Linked DNA regions of Mus musculus: region 2 is linked to region 1. A link is a contact called in public Hi-C data. All regions are on one chromosome and are shown on one strand. The core of a region is the stretch at or near the end of the contact, and the rest is flanking DNA. Distances in the headings are between cores, read along the strand shown. Region 1 holds the start of Snx13 (sorting nexin 13). Region 2 holds the start of Arl4a (ADP-ribosylation factor-like 4A).

Region 1 (5,599 bases), core at 814-3,313:
CTGAAAAGCAGCTCAGCAAAATAGTTGGTCTCTGAGCTGAGTCAGGAGATGTGATTTCTAGTGTCAACTATTCCACTAATAACTGTTTGACCTTGGACAAGTCTCTGGGCTTCAGTCTGCTTATCTATAAAATGTCTACGGAAAATCGGAGATGAGATCAAAGTACAATTTAATCTGAGTCTCACTTTGGAGCGGCAGCTTGATAAAATAAATAAAATCAAGTTAGCTTGATAAAATAGCTCTACAGGCACTGCCAGCATTGGAACACTGGCTCTGCCACTAACAAGACTGATGTACACACACAGCATAAGGACAGCTTACTACAATCTCTGACCTGTTTAAAAGGCTTCACTGAAACATTAAGTCCTATAAAATGCAGATGTTTAGAATCCTCTCTGGGTATCCGAATCAAGACAGTACCCTTGTATTAGCACACTAGTTTCCTGTGAAAAGATCAAAACTCTAATAAGTTTTATCAAAAAGATATTTCATGCTAATATATTATAGACACCACTGAAAAGTTACTAATACTGATGTAAGAGCAGCTGCTCACTTAAGTATCAGAGTAAAATAAACTTGGGATGCTACTTGCTTTTTAAATCCACAACTAAGGACAATGTATAACCATAGTCTGTGACAATGTAAGTAACTTCGGAAATATGTAGAATTAGGAAACGTAAAGTGAACGTCTAACTCCTAGAAATGTGTAGTTCCTAAGTTAACAATCAACCAATAGGGGTTTCCCAGGCACGTCGTGTTTGCCAGAATCTGGGCACAGATGAAAACAGATACTAAGGTACAAGGCACTTAGTTAGACGAGTTCCCAAAACTTGGAGAACCCAGTGTGTCCTATTGTGCCATCGCTTTTCACACAGTAAAATCCACTTGTTTCCAATGTTTCCATTTCAAAATGTCCTTTTTGGCCCGTGTAGGACTGCTTCCCAGTGACCATCAACGTGGTTTAGTACCCTCACATCAGCTCCCAAAGATGTTCAAACCGGTCCCTGACATTAGGATCCTCACAGAACCTTAAGGGAGCAGCCTCTGGGATTTTATCCAATCTACAAGCGTCAGACATCCAACACCTGCAATAGACCATTCGCCCAGCTATGTCACCTCTGGTCACTAAACTAGCTGCACCGATTAAGTTCTTCCCCCTAAAGTACTGCTAGTGCAGGCAAACTCTACTTCTTCAAACGTCTGGTTTTTGCACTGGACAGTGGGCACTAAGGAAGGGGAAACTGATTGGTTCGTCGTTGCTGCCCTACTTCCATTTCAGGTCAAATGAGAAAAACTGTTCCCACAGAGAGAAGCAAGGGGGCCATCCGCGGGTCAGGAAGGTGGATGCCAAACTGAACTTTGGGATCAGGGACTGAAGGAACGTGACGGGATGTGGGGGCAGGGGAGGAGGGCGCGAGGCCAGCGAGTGTGGCTGGAGGAACCTGGCTCACTTCGCGGAGCAGCCAATGTAGGGCTCAGGCCGGCTGCCACCGCCAGGAGGTTGACCCGACCCAGCCGGGAGGGGAAGGGCCCTGCAAGCCGGGGACACCGACAAGGGCCAGCACCGGGACGCGGGGACCACGACCGCCTCGGGGCAGGCGGAGCGGACTCCAGGAAGGAGCGACAGCTCGGGCGAAGGGGAGCGGCGGCAGGAGGAGGTGGAACTCTGCCGAGTCAGCACCGCGCCCACTCGGTGGCACTTGTGGGAACCCGGCGGCTGCCAGCCCGGCCGGCCGGGCCTCGGCTCCGGTCGGGCCCAGCGCCGGGAGCGGCGTCGGTGACGGGCGGGCTGGCGCCGGCCGCTCACCCGCCTCTCAGGTAAACAGTGGGCGCCGCTTACCTCTGTTAACATCATTACACCCCGGGGGAGTGAGGTCCTCCCTAGCCTCGCCGCATGGCAATAGCCGTAGCAGCAGCGGAAACTGCCCGGGCCGCCGCCAACGGCGGCAACTGCTGCTTCAGTCCTGTCCCGGGCGGCGGCTTTACTCGGCTTCGCTGGCTTCCCCCCGGCCCGGCTGCTCGCGACGGACGCGCCGCCATCTTGGAAGAGCGACGTCCGCGTCTCCCCGCGACGTGCGCTCCCATTGGCTGGCGCGCCGGGCGCGAGCGTCTTGTGACTGTCTCCATGGCGCCGGCGCGCGCAGGGTCGGCGGCGGGGGCTGGGCCGCGCGCGACCCGGGACCTCCTCTGCGGGCTGGATCCCGGGCCACCGTGGTGGCGGGTTTGCGGGCTGGTGGCGCAGCGGAGGCTGGGTGCCGGCGGAGAAACTGGCATCTCGCGTCTCCCCGACCCTGTGGAGCCCGTAGAGTGCTCGGGACACTCGGCTGCGGTCCCCTCCGCAGCGCGGTGACCTGAAACTGCCGCCCGCGCCGCGCCTCATTCCGAAACTTCGGCCGAAACTTGCCTCTGTTGCTCCCAGCGCTCAGTAAGTCCTGTGCTGGGTGCGCGACAGGTTGTAGACGCGATCAGGGCAGATCGCCTTCACCCCGATCCTGGCAGAGTTAAGGGCTACTGCTTTGCTGATTGGCCAGAACCTGCTCAAGCCTGAAGGCTTAGTGTTTCTTTCATAGTCTTAAAAATCAAGCAGCTTTTGCCCGGTAGCTGTAGTCTCTATGGCTTTATTGGGAATTCAAAAAAAAAAAATATATATATATATATATGTTTATATATCACAGTGAACGCATTTCAGCATGTGTCTCTGTAAGTAGTTACGAATAAAATGAGACTGAACTCCGAAGTTCTGTGGCTAGAACTGCTGATACCGTGACAACTATCTCGGTCCACTTCTACAGGAATGACAGTAAAAATCACTCGCTTCTTCCTGAATTGCCCGTGAAGTAGTTTTCTTTTCATGCCTCTGCTGTTACAAACCAATTTACAGTGAAACTGAGAAGTGTTTGGGCTTGAAAAATAAAACACTTGTATCTCATTCTTACCGGGAAAAAAAAAAAAGAAGAAGAAAAAGTTTATAAAAGAAATTGTGGAAAACTAAAGCCAGTAGTTACTTCCTTTGTGATGGAATCTGCACTTAACAATGGTACTATTGTGCTAAATGTAATTTAAGGAGGTACTCATTCTCACCACAGTGAATAAAGCAAGTGCATTACAAACCCTGTGTTATCTCTATTCTGTTCTGTCCCCCAAAATAAAATTTCATTTAAGATGTCATACAGACTTTGAAGAAAAGCCCCGACTGCTCCATTCAGTGAGTTTATAGCAAAGTTGGGTTTTTTTGTTTGTTTTTTACTGGGCAACTTATATATATATAATTTTTCTGTTACTGGAACAAGTGCATTCTAACGTCTGCAATACAACCAAATATAATTGAAGCACTGGCAGATTAATCTATAAATAGGAAACAAGATTGGAAAATGCAAACTGTGTTAATACTGAGAGAAACCAAGAGAAGAGACAACAAGGAACCTGAAAGAAGATACTGTTCCATCCTGTAAATAAGAATGCAGAAGGTTCATTAATGTTTAAAATACCGACTATTGAATTAAAACTGTAATTTAGGTGGCTTCCCTGGGTATTCTGTTCCACTTTTTCCATCAATTTCCTTTTGTATAAGATGTTTTCCCTTTTTTAAAGGTGACAAACTAGGAGCCCTAGCTGAACATGCTCAGAGCCCAACATTAAATCCCCAGGACCACTTAAGTCAGGTGTAGCAACAAATGCCTGTGATCCCAGCACTTGGGCTGTGATGCCTGGAGAGTTAGAAATACAAGGTTACTGTCAGGTTAGAAATAAGTAAGCAAAGCCAGTTCAAGGCCATCCGTAGCTAAGGGAGACCCTTGTGAAAGCAGAATGGATTTGCACACAAACCTGTGCTGTGACATGGGTGTGCCTTAAGCATTCAGAACGTTGTAAGCCTGGGAACAAAGCAAGATTCCTAGTCCTTCCGATCAGATTTCCCAGCCAGAATCTTTGAGTATGACCTAAAAAAAATCCTGTGCTGATTGTCTGCCCACACACACCTCTTCCAACACCCCACACAAGTTATTTCAACTACACAGTTTGTTCTAACAACTCAGGCCCACTCCCTGCTCCTGTAATAACTGGACATCCCACTGTCCTGTGACAGTAATTAGCACAGCTAGACAGTAATAATTAGTACAATTGACTCTATTCAGAAGAATTCTTACCAGTACCAGCAAGGAACCCTGCCCTGGGCTCACATTTACTGTGTTGCCCCTCACCTACCATCTTCTCTGTTTGCTGTGTTCTCCTTCTCATAGTACTTATACTTGCTGGTTCCCTTCTTATTTTCTGTCGTCTAGTAGAGTACAGGCTTCATGAAATCAGGAATATCATGTATTCAAGCTATGCTGCCTCAATGCCCCCAAACACTGGACCAGCATGTGGCACAGAGTGGATGTTCAATGTTTCTTACATGAATAGTGAGCCATTTCCTACGAGACCTCAGGAAAATACCCTAATGGAAGCTAGAAACAAATCCTCTGTGTTGAAAACTCAAATATTTAAAACTTAATTTTGAATACTCTTATTTTGTATTTTTGAGTCACTGCAGAGCTAGCAGGTGTCAGGACAGACTTTGTATTTTCCTGGTGACACTAGGAATGAACCTAGGCCTCGTTGCCTGCTAAAATAGAGCTCTACCCATCAACTATATCTCTAGATTTCTTGTTACTCTTTGTCTTTACATAGAGTCTCAGTGTGTTCCTCCAACTGGCCGTGAACTCACTATAACAAAGGAGGGCCTTGGGTTTTCAATCTTGCCAGGATTATTGGCCTAGTTTCTCTTGACCATCTTACAATGTTGTTGTACAAAAGTATTGCAGTGTTGGATATACATCAGTTTTCTAGCTAAAGCAATAAAGCAAAATGTGCTTTTGCAGAAAGTTACAGAATCTGAGTTATGTAGCTAGAGAAGAAACTGCCTACACAAGCAACTCTAAAAGTCAAAGTAAGCCCCCAATTTAGCAAGGGTCACAACTCCATTCCCTATGACCTTGAGGATGTCCTATTCCTGCCAGTTGGTTTAGAGGAAGTCTGAGATAGGAGGCTGCTGGACTACCGATAAGAAATTTAAAACAAAACAAGCTTTCTTTTGAAGCACGTGATACGGCAGAGGGTTTGCTGCTAACAGCTGTGTGGGTCAGCCTGAGTAACAGACAGAGGATGGCCCAGAAGAGGTAATGGGCAAAAGCTAACCCTAGATACTCATGAACAGGCCACTGGTGATCTTGATGTCCGAGCCTCCAAAGGCTAAATATTTATTGCCAGTTTCTTTGGTTTTGAAACAAAAAAAGATTTTTTTGACATAGTCATCTTTCCACAAAATGGGTCTAATTTCATTTTGAGAAACTGAAAAAGTATGTGTCCTTAACTCCCCAAACAAATCGCATCTATCCTACAATGTTCATATTTAAATTTGTGTGCATTAGGCCAATCTTAGTTTTATTATTAAATCATGATTATAAAATTCACAGTGTTGCAATATGTGTATTCAGTTAAATCAAATGAGGAAAGTTAAATATTTTATTATCTTTATGATGAAAACCTCCAAATCCTCACTTCTAACAGATTTGAAATAAGCCACCTGCTGCTGATGTACACTGTCCTATAGAGAGCACTA
Region 2 (5,853 bases), core at 2,735-5,234, 5.0 Mb before region 1:
CTGCTCTGGAACTCACCCTGTAGACCAGGCTGGCCTCAAACTCATAGATCCACCTGCCTCTGCTACCTGAGTGCTGAGATTAAAGTGGCATGTGCTACTACCACCACCCAGCTTAAAATAGGTAATTTATAAACACAAGAGTTTCAAGTACTTCATAGCCTTGGAAGTTCAAGAGTATGGTGCAGATGTCGTCAGCTGTGGTGGAGGGCTTCAGGGCAGAGGTCTTCAGAAAAGGGGAAACATGGAGAAAGAGAAAGTAAGAGATAGAGGACAAACCAAGCTCATCCTTCTTTCTAATAGCCCACTCTAGTGATTAGCTATTTGATGCCAACATGGTCCTGTCTGAGGGCAGTACCATCATGATCTAATTACCTTCATTAGGTAAATCTCTTATGGTTTTCATCGTCTCCACACCAACACACTGAAGACTAAGCATTGAGTACACAGCACAAGCAAGTCCAGAGCATATTCACTTACATATAATTGCATATCTGTATTTTTCTATATATTATTGTGCTACAATAAAGTAAAATAAGAAATTAAATACACATTAATACTGTGACTCATATTTCTCTGCAAAACTGTGTAGGGCAAAAAAAAAATTAGGACTACATTGAGAAAGGTCACCTTTCTTTCCTTTTCTCTTTCTGTCTGTCTTTCTTTTCTTTCTTCTTCAATATTTATTTTTTTATTTTATGTATGTGAGTACAATGTAGCTGTACAGATGGTTGTGAGCCTTCATATGGTTGTTGGGAATGAAATTTTTAGGACCTCTGCTCACTCTGATTGGCCCAGCTTGCTCCAGTCAACTCTGCTTTCTCAGTCCCTGCTCACTCTGATCCAAAGATGTATTTATTATACATAAGTACACTGTAGTTGAATTCAGACCCACCAGAAGAGGATGTCAGATCTCATTATGGGTGGTTGTGAGCCACCATGTGGTTGCTGGGAATTGAACTCAGGGCCTTTGAAAGAGCAGTTAGTGTTCTTAACTGCTGAGCCATCTCTCCAGCCCTCACCTTTCTTAATATAATAGAGATCAGAGACTAGTCAACATTGACAGAGCATGACTTGAACCATGGTAGTTTGGCTCCAATGTGTAGTGTGCCAATTCCAGTGAATTGAAACACTTCAGCCTGTTAATAAAAACCTTTTTACTGAGATCTGCACCAGAATTTGGAGCAGGTTTCCTGGAGAGAAAATATAGAACAAGATTCAGAGAAACTGAAGGGTGAGAGTCTTCTTGCATTATGATCTTTTTAACCTACCAGTATCCAGCAGGCACACTGACCTTCTCCTTAGCTCTGTCAGAACGAGAGGGGAAATCTTGGGGTACATTGAGAAATTTTGAGAACAACAGCAATGGACCCTCACGCTTTCTGTCTTAGAGGGAGAACAAACATCAGAACTGTTCTGATATTGGAGATGTGGTTAAAAATGGAAACAGTGTCAGTTCACCAGCATAGTTATTGGAAAGGAAAACTTATACATTTTAAAAATAGTTGCTCAAGATGGCTTGTCATTAGTTAATCAGAACACCTTCTTAAATATGATCATCAATCCCTGCTTCCTCTTTTGATGGTTCTGACAGGAGAGGTCTTGAGCTGAGTCTGGAGAACTGAAACTAAAAAGTGAAAGTTGTCAGGCCCTAGTGTCTGCCTAACCTTGTCAGTGTCTCAGGAGAGTTTCAAACTTGCCCATATTTAGGTAGATGCAAACTTAACAGCTGTAGTTTCAAACACATTACAACAGATGGCAGTGCTGCCCTCAAAAAATAAAATCTCCCACAGACCCTCCAGATGTTCTCCAGGACACCTCAGGATGCAGCAGTGCAGGTCTTCAACTGCAGCACAAAGGTAACTCCTTCTGGAACAAAGAGCACCTAAGTAAAACACCTACATGGGCTCCGTGCAGCAAAATGAAGAGTGGGATTCAGAAATTTTGTGGCTTTTTAATCATTTGCTGCTGTTTTTATATGGATATTATTGCTTATAGATAAAGCATACAAAACACTTTTCTGTATAGCAGTAGATGCCAAATAATTGAAGCTTTTTAGGGGCACAGATGGTCTGTCTATATTAAATAGTCTTTCTTTCCGTTGGAGTTCTTAAAGACACGTGAAAAATACTTATCTCTCAAATTGAACTCACAGGCTGCAGGCTGCTAGTGGCCGTTCTAGTCAAAAGCTCAGAGTAACACACTGAAGTGCAGCTCAGCAAGATGTTTTCTGCAAGGCTGGATGGAGTCTCACTGTTGTCAGATCTCACCTGCTTTGTGTCTATGACTGCAAAAATGGAACCGAGCATGAAATACCTGTAGGATCTTGATCTCAAAAATACTATAAATGGTGCAGTTTTACCTTAAATTATTTAAGGAGATTTGCAAGCAATTCAAGCTTAATAAAGAATCTCTGTTAAAATTCCCAAGGAGAGCAGTTCTTGAACAAAAGCTTTTCTCCCTTTTTATGTTAATAACTGTAACTGGCTAATGAGAGCCCATACTTAGTTACAATCTTTAGTTCAGATTACATTCAATAACTTTATAGAATATGCCATTTGAGATTTTTCTTCCTAAATTAATGATGCTGTCTTAAAGCTAGGCACTGTGCTTATTATTCCTTAGATTTTTATATCAGCTATTAAAAACAATGGAAATAAGGTGAGCAGTGGTGAGGGTGGTGCATGCCTTTAATCCCAGCACTTGGGAGGCAGAGGCAGGCAAATTTCTGAGTTTGATTCCAGCCTGGTCCAGGGCTACATAGAGAAACCCTATCTTGAAAACCAAAACCAAAAATCAAACAAACAAAACCAAAAACCAAACCAAAACAAAACAAAAAACCCCAAACCCAAACAAACAAGCCCCGAAAACCAAAACAACAAAACAACAGAAAAACTAAACCACAAAGAAACAAAAACAACAGAAAGAAGCCCAATCCTTTCTACTATTCATAAAATAAATACTACTGGCTATGGTAATTTTAAGATCAGGAAATTTCTTAGGAAAGTTACAATCTATCTATCTATCTATCTATCTATCTATCTATCTATCTATCTATCTATGTATCTATTGAGTCACGGTTTACTACGTAGCCTTGGCTGGCCTGCAACTCTCTATGTAGACCAGGCTGGCCCTGAAGCATCCAGATCTGCCTGCCTCTGCCTCTCAAGTGCTTGGCCAGAATCTAGTTTAAAATACACTTTTAAATTGCACTATTATTATAGCCTTCCAGATAAAAATTTCTTGTAGGTTCTACCAAGCTTTAAAATGCCCTTTGTTTGTTTTTCTAAACATCTTTAAAAGATTGCTGGTCACGTTTTATAATTGGTTCATGACCAATTTGGTTCATTCTGTTTTTACAAAGACTGGAATATTCACAAAAACGACAGTTTGCCTCCTAAGGCCAAACATAGTGGTACACAATTACACTATGGAGCCCAATGTGCTTTACCACTAGTCATAAGTTACCAGCTGCAGCTTCATCACCCGTTCTTCTTGGGCTACTGGAAATATTTAGCGTTTCCAAAGTGCGTTTCTTCCTCCTTAATAGGGGCATTGGTTCCTGTTCCAACTTGTGGGGCGTAGACTCACTTAGGAGGTAGCGCTTGGCTTACAAAAGGTAGGCTACCATCCTAGCCAGCACATGCTAGGGAGGGCGGCAGCGCAGACTCCCCCAGGCTGCCTTGTGACGTGACGTAAGGGACCCACCCGGCCAGTGTCCTCCAACATCAAGGACCCTGAATCAACACCGCGGTCGCCCAGAGGCCGCCCTAGGGTGACAGGAAGAGGGGCGGTACCGGCGACGCCCTCCCGCACCCAGCCTGGGGCGGCAGAAAGACCGAGAACCCGCGGCCGAAGCCCCGCCCGTCTGCGCCGGCGGCGGGCGCCGAAAGGGTTGGAACGTGACCTTGTTTGGGCGTTGCTAGGAGACGCGGCCAGCACGCGCGCGCGCGACCCCCGCGGGCAGGCGCGGCGCGAGGGGCGGAGCCGCGGCCCGGAGCGAGGCTGGCGAGCACCGTTAGCCCGGCTGGCGCGCGGCGTCGGCCCGGCCGCCGTCAGGCCTCGCCGCTGCCCGGGGACAGACTCCCCGGCGGCTGACAGCCGCGGAGGCGGGACGACGGAGGACCGTCAGCCAGGTGAGTGGCGCGGGGTCATGTTGGAGAAGAGGCCTGCGGCGGGGCGGAGGCAGTATTGCCGGAGGCGTTCGGTGTGTAGAGGGGCTGGCGCGGCCCAGCGAGCCTGGGCGCACGGCGAGCTGAGGCGCGGTGGGCCGCTCCCGCCGCGTAGGGCCGCGTCACCGTGGCCCATGCTGCAGGTGCGCGAGGCGGCCGAGCGACCGGACCTGCAGCAGGGGCTCGGCGTCCTTTGCGATGCCTGCTCGTTTCCCACTCAGGGCAACAGGTGGTGCCGGAGGGCCGAGAGCGAGCCCTGGCGCTGCCGCCCTGGGAGTGGCAGGCACCCTTGCCAATTAGGGCGCCGGGGCGGGAGTGGCAGGGCGGCCCTGACGCGCTGACCAATGGGATCGCGGGGCCTGGGTGGGCCGTGAGGGTGGGCGTGGCCAGAGGCCGAGTCTGGGCTTCCCTGTGGGGCGTCCGCCAGAGCGGCGCGGAGGTCTCGGTTGAGAGGAGCTGTGGCGTGTTCCTCGCGGGGAGAGAGAGAGAGACACATCAGCCAATGTCCCTCCATTGGAATCCCGACTCCAGCCCGGGAGGTGAGAGCTTTGGTAGCGGGGACGGAGCCAGGAAAGTGAGCCTGGGTGCCGGGTGAGACGTGCCTGGTTAGATCTCCCAGATAGGGCTGCTTTTTTTGAGTTTTCTGCTAAGAAAAGGCACTTTAGTGGTGGATACGGTGACCGGCACCAGATAGTGGCGCCTGGGTTGTCTTCAGAATGAGCTTTTGAGGTTCGGGGATCGTAGAGAATAGAGAAAAGTACACGTTACTGCAGTTAGAGTGGATCGAAGAAAGCCTTTGGGTGACAGTTAGGCATCGTTTGTTTTGGATTGAATACATCTACTACCTCATCTGGTGTGTTTACTCACAGCAAGTTTTATTAAGTCCCTCATGTGCTTATTTTTGGCGAAAGTAGAGAAACCCCATTTTTAATGTGCTCACAGTAATAACTTACTCATTTCCTCCCCAGCAATCGCGTAGCCCGATCACCCAGGAAGAGAAATTGTAAGCAGATAAGAAGAACGCGTTCAGTTTGAGACACCATTTGCAGCTGGAAATGGGGAATGGACTGTCAGACCAGACTTCCATCCTGTCCAGCCTGCCGTCCTTTCAGTCCTTTCACATTGTTATTCTGGGTTTGGACTGTGCTGGAAAGACAACAGTTTTATACAGGCTGCAGTTCAACGAATTTGTAAATACCGTACCTACCAAAGGATTTAACACTGAGAAAATTAAGGTAACCTTGGGCAATTCCAAAACAGTCACTTTTCACTTCTGGGATGTAGGTGGTCAAGAGAAGTTAAGACCACTGTGGAAGTCATACACCCGATGCACAGATGGTATTGTGTTTGTGGTGGACTCTGTCGATGTTGAGAGAATGGAAGAAGCCAAAACTGAACTTCATAAAATAACTAGGATATCCGAAAATCAGGGAGTCCCTGTGCTTATAGTTGCTAATAAACAAGACCTGAGGAACTCGCTCTCTCTCTCAGAGATTGAGAAGTTGTTAGCAATGGGGGAACTGAGCTCATCGACTCCTTGGCATTTGCAGCCCACCTGTGCAATCATAGGAGATGGGCTAAAGGAAGGACTCGAGAAACTACATGATATGATAATTAAAAGGAGAAAAATGTTGCGGCAACAGAAAAAGAAGAGATGAATGGCAGTACCTTTTATATTGGTGTG

The links. Hi-C and Micro-C count contacts between places; a contact is called where the count stands out from the background.
Region 2: a contact with region 1 is called in a Hi-C map of CD8 T cells, with 7 times the contacts expected there. The contact joins the promoter of Arl4a here to the promoter of Snx13 in region 1. A contact is called at or near these places in 2 of 484 Hi-C or Micro-C datasets (CD8 T cells and rod photoreceptor).

Annotation. Positions count from the first base shown.
Region 1 is chr12:35,043,653-35,049,251 of GRCm38.p6, reverse strand. Snx13 (sorting nexin 13) reads right to left here and starts at 2,063. Exons shown (of 26, transcript NM_001014973.2): 1 at 1,841-2,063. The coding sequence starts at 1,855.
Region 2 is chr12:40,036,118-40,041,970 of GRCm38.p6, reverse strand. Arl4a (ADP-ribosylation factor-like 4A) reads left to right here and starts at 3,984. Exons shown (of 2, transcript NM_001039515.1): 1 at 3,984-4,133; 2 at 5,138-5,853. The coding sequence starts at 5,225. The coding sequence ends at 5,827. It overlaps Arl4aos (ADP-ribosylation factor-like 4A, opposite strand), which reads right to left and starts at 3,894. Exons shown (of 3, transcript NR_166749.1): 1 at 3,466-3,894; 2 at 2,151-2,284; 3 at 673-1,866.